Regions from separate parts of the Arachis hypogaea genome. Here region 2 is linked to region 1. Evidence: chromatin contacts called from public Hi-C data. All regions are on one chromosome and are shown on one strand. The core of a region is the stretch at or near the end of the contact, and the rest is flanking DNA. Distances in the headings are between cores, read along the strand shown.

What was found. Hi-C and Micro-C count contacts between places; a contact is called where the count stands out from the background.
Region 2: a contact with region 1 is called in a Hi-C map of leaf, with 4 times the contacts expected there. The contact joins the promoter of LOC112797398 here to the enhancer-like site in region 1. A contact is called at or near these places in 3 of 8 Hi-C or Micro-C datasets (leaf and an unstated tissue).

Annotation. Positions count from the first base shown.
Region 1 is chr4:114,675,121-114,677,846 of arahy.Tifrunner.gnm2.J5K5, reverse strand. No RefSeq gene overlaps it. Among protein-coding and RNA genes, the nearest start is that of LOC112797395, 14 kb to the left of the region's middle. Within about 2 kb of position 1,421, at least 1 of the 3 cell types and tissues checked has open chromatin away from gene starts, as enhancers often do.
Region 2 is chr4:114,715,065-114,717,947 of arahy.Tifrunner.gnm2.J5K5, reverse strand. LOC112797398 (ATPase GET3A) reads right to left here and starts at 1,556. Exons shown (of 7, transcript XM_025840311.3): 1 at 1,092-1,556; 2 at 143-267. The coding sequence starts at 1,352.

The sequences.
Region 1 (2,726 bases), core at 172-2,671:
TACCTACCCCACCCTATCCACGAGTAGTAGACTGCTTTACCCTAACCCGCCCCAGCGAGTACCCGCCTCGCCCTTACCTGTACCTATAAAAATTAAATAATATTTTAATTTTTACATATTCATATATAAATTAAGATAAAAACTTAAAATTCATACCTAAATTAAAATACAATATAAGATTCATACAATGTCAAATAACTTGAAATTAAAAAAAGTTAATGTTTGATCAATACAAATTTAACACCATAAAAAAATTACATCATTAAATATAAAAGAGTCTTCAATCCTTATTCTTGATCACTTTCTACATCTTCATCATCATTAAAGGTTTGAAGGTCAAGAGTCAAATCTAAAAATCAAAAAGAGATAATCAATTTATTTATTTTTTTATAGCCAATACGAATTCAAAAAAAAAAAAGAGATAATGGATTATGCAAAAAGGTTGTCACTAAAAAATTAAAAATACATTAAATGAGATAATGGATTATAGTCTATACAAATTTTAAATTCACTCTAAGATTAGACCAAAATCAAAGTTATATAATCAAGATGAAGAATAAAAATACACAAGTCTCATGCTCAGCAACAAAACTACATATAAGCTGTTTAAGAAGAAAGATATACATGATTTTAACTTGTGATATTGTCTTGTCATATCCTTTAAGGACGGTGCAAATCATTTCCTTCCCTAATTGAGAATTCAGGCTCCAATTCACATTCAGCCACATAATGCCTAATCCAATAAAAACCAATCTTAGTTAATATCTAATATACTTGAGTAAGAGAACATTCCAACTTATAGAAATCACCCTCAACTTTAATGCAAGATACAAAGGTATGAAGATCAACATAAGCATTATTATAACCAAGTGTAACACACAAGCCCTCACGTTGAAGAAAATTCACCTAACAATGGAAATGTAATAATGTTCTTATATAAGAATAGAGAAGAACGATATACATGTAATAACACATATATAAACAAAAATACAAATTCACACATTCTGATTCACAAATTCACACATTTAGATTCATACATTCAGATAAATAAACTCACATATGTAAATTCAAACATTCAGATTCACAAATTCACTATAAAGTGTAGATTTTTTCACATATTCATAACGTGAGAGAGAGACAAAGGATGAGGGGGAACTTACTAGGAAGCTGCAACAGTTAGAAGAAAGGAAAACCGCAGGGACGGCAATGGACTCGACAGTGCAGCGATGATGACTCAACGATGGATTCACTCGGCGAGGGATTCAGCAATGCAGTTACGGTGGCTCGGCAAGGGGTTCGGTAGCGCAACGATGGCAACAGGCTCGGTGGCACAATAACGTTTGATCTGTGATGGTGAGTGGCGCAGCTAAGCTTAGCTGTAGTCGTTAGAGAAGAGGTGATTTTTGTTGAGGGTTGGCAACTGAAGGTGAGCGGCGGTGAGGGTCTGGCGCAGCGACGGTGATGAATTATGATGGCGAGTGGTGCAGCTGAGCTTGGCTATGGTCTTTGGAGAAGAGGTGACTTTGGTTGAGGGTTGGGTTTCTGAAGGTGAGTGGCGGTGAGGGTATGAGGGATTAGGGAACCCTAATTCTTAAAATTATATACACACACGCACACATGCGCGTGCGCACACACACACACACATATATGCATTCTGGGGACGGGTTCACCCTGAACCCGACCCTGCCCCACCCCGCTCAACTACCCATCTCGATTGAAACCCGTCTCGCTCCAGGTCAGGTTTAAACTCGTCCCAACCGGGTAGGGGTGGGATGGGTACCCACGGATTTGGATACTCATGCCACCCATAGTGAACAATGTTTAATACCTCTATGTGGAATAATTGTTTCATTCAATTTATTTGTAATGGGTGAGAATGACCTCTAGTTTGATGAATCAAATAGAAAACTTTCTATGGTGATAGGTGAGCAAAAAAATGACTCTTGATACTATAACAAAATCCTAGAAGGTTCACTGTGTGAGTTAGAAAGCAGAGAAGGTTTAAGAGAGACCTTAAGAAATGAATGGTAAAATAGAATTGTGTATTATTGCTATCAGCTTTTTGGTTACTATACAAGTTAAGGTACAATTGATATATATAGCTATAGTTCACTCAGTATAGCTAACAAGATATATTCTTAAATTCTTGAATGCCAACTAACTCAATTAACATATTCTAAACAATCCTAATAGCCTAACTGATTTTGTTCCTTAATACAATTGGACCTCTATCACCTACCCCAACATATCCCACATCATTCTCTTTTTTCTCTTTAGTCCCTTCTCCTTTCTTCGTTTAACTTCTGATCTGCCTTCTCTCTCCTCCTCTCCCTCGATGACAACTTTCTCATGTCCCTCCTCTCCTCCATTCTCTCTCCACACCTCTCTCACCCACCTTAACCTCTCCCAAAACTTTTTCATCAAACTCATCCCTTCTTTTCTCTCCTCTTTCCCCTCTCTTCTCTACCTCGATCTCTTCTTCAACAACTTTTCTACTTCCGTTTTTTCCATCCTTCTCTATCTTCGATCTCCAGCTTCCATTCTCTCAACCCTTTTATAAATCTCCTTAACGTAGTCGTCTATTCTTTTTTCACCAACCTCAACACTTTAATCAACTAACACAATCAATATAGTTATTAAGGAGTTGGTTAAAAGATCCTCTTCTAAACATCTATGCCAAGTGTCAAGTTCGGATTGAATGGTCAACACCTAGTCATGGTTAGTCA
Region 2 (2,883 bases), core at 307-2,806, 40 kb before region 1:
TGGGTTACCAACTAATTGATTCTACCGTCATAAACATTACACGCATGACATCAAAAATATCAATCATAATAATTCGATAGTAGACATAATATCAAGTCATATTTTCGTAGTTAAATAAAAAAAAAGATGACATCATTCTTACTTCAACATCTCAGCAAAGCTCATCGCCTCATCAATCCCAGGTATTGCACCTGCTAGCTCCGAGACCAGACCGTCCATCCCTTCAGAAGTGCCCACATCCTCATGCTCAACAGTGGGATCCACTTCCTACAATGGAAAACAATTAAGATAAAACTAACACCAAGATGAATGAAATAAAAATAGGATCATTTTGGATAACAAAAAAAAAACTCAAACAAATAATGATTCAAGTGTGAAGCACTCAGTAATTAATAAAAGGTCCAAGAGAGACAAATCATGTAACCTGAATTAGTAAAAGAGAAATAGTTAATCATTCAGATAAATAATTGACTCATGGATGACAACAGAATCATCATAGCTATACCCCCAAAGGAAAAAGGCTTTGCTTTTCTACACTCATACAAAAAACTATTAATACCTAACCTAACAAGTAACAACATGGCTACACAATAGATCATACACAAAACTAAGCTTCAAATGTTCTTCTTATATCACCAATCTCTCTCTGAACAATAAAAAGTGAAAATTGAATCCTTTACTAGACAGGAAAACCACTGCAACAACCTAAAAAGCATGAACATTGCGAACATTGCATATCTCATACACACCTATAAAAGGCACAACCACTATAAATCCACAAAACCACCAGTTCCAAAATAGAAAATAACAGCAGCAGCAACAAACAATACATAAAGTATGTGTTTTGCTTGGATAAACAATCAAAACCAACAAGCTTTCTTCTACAGATCTCAATTCAGGGAGCATAAGCAACTCCTCTTGCAAGTTGCAAATTCTCTTCACACAAGTCCCCATTCCCAGGGCCATTGATTCATTCAGCTTCGACTCAATTTCAGAAATTTGACCTAACAGCATGATAATCGAGTCCGAAAAAGGAAAACCACACACGAATAAGGCATAAAGCACTAAAATTGGGAAGCTCTAATTGGTACCATAGCATAGAGATTGGTGAAGCCATTGACCAAAGTTGGAGTCTTTGTGAATCGCTGTTGAAAAGCATCGCTGAGATTGTGAGCTGGGTCGGTGGAGATTATGAGAACAGAGTCGCGAACAGTGGCGAGAAGAATCGAGAGTATTGAGCTGCATGTGGTTTTGCCAACGCCACCTTTGCCACCAACGAAGACCCATTTGAGAGTTTCTTGTTCTAGAATGTTCTGCACCGTTCCTTCTGGCAAATTCTGCTGATCCGCCATGGCCACACTGCTCCTGTGTTCTCTCTCCTCCTTTCTTTCTTTCTTTCTTTCTTTTCCTTTCTTTCTTTCTTCTCTGATTTATGTTTTTTTTTTTTTTTTTTTGGCTTTGATGGAATATTCGAAAACGCAGTTGAGAGAAAGAGGAGAGAATAGCAAGAAAGAAGACCATTGTGTTTTGTACTGATTGAAATAAAATTTTAAAAATAATTAAGATCTAAAAAATCAAGGATAAACCAAAAAAGTATACTTGAATTATCTTGCCCCGTTCATAAAAATATTTTTAAATTTTGTTATTAATAAAATATTTTTAAATTATTTAAAAATATAATAAAAATATTAAATCGCAATTAAAAATGACTAAATTTTTTATCACAGCGAAATAATTTTGTTATTTTTTAAATTATTTGAGAATATTTTAATTAATAAAAAATTTTAAAATATTTTTGTCAATAATAAAATAATAAAGTATATTTTTGTTAATTTTTGCTAAGTGATCAATCATGCTTGAGCATGGCAAATTTTAAATTTTGGGACAAATTAGTTTATCCATTGAAATATTCATAAACTAATGTAGAATTAAGTAATATTTTCAATCTCATAAAAATGTAGACGAATTATTCTTTGATAAAGATATAATAGTTTTTAAATTTTTTTTAAAATTTTTAGATTAACCCTTTTATATAGACGAATAATTTAATATGAGAATCAATTTGTCTAATAAATAAAAATTCAAATACTGATTTAATTATTAAAATTTGTTGAGAATTAAAATATTCTACTAAAAATTTTTTAAAAATTACTTTGAAAATTGTATTCATTATTAATATTCCAATCATAAATTTAACGAAAATGTTAAAGAAGAGTTAAATTTTTTTTAAATAAAATTACTCGTTTTTTTTAATAATGTCTAAATTGATAAAAGTAAAAGATCGTCTCAGTTTCTTAAATTATTTATTCAAATTTTAGTTGAAAGACATTAGATATTTCATAATAAAAGTCAAATAATCAATTTAAATTAGTCGAATAATATATTGATTTGTCCATTTAAACAAATAGTCAGTTTATTGGAATTTAGATTCGTAGTTGGTTAGTTTTTAGTCTAACAAAAAAAAAATAGAAGTTAAATAAGATTATATTATAAAATTATGGATAACTAAAGTGAGATCCGTGTGATGTGCAGAGTAATAAATTAGTGATGATATATAGTATATTTTAATAAGTATTATATTGTTTAAAAATTAATTAATATATATACAAACTAATATTAAATTTTGGTGTGTTTTTATTTAAAATATTTTGTAATACAAAAATTTTTAATATTAAAATTGTACAAAATTATATCATTATTTGTTGTTTTTTATTTTTGCATTTGTTTCAATGAATGGACTTAGTCTTTTTATACGACGTTTGTTCTCTTTTTATTTTCGATTTTTGTTAGAATTTTTTTTCTTCTTCTTGTCATATATTTTTTGTGGAGACATGTTCTTTTTGAACTATTGACTTGTATATATTTTCTGATCTATTATCTTTT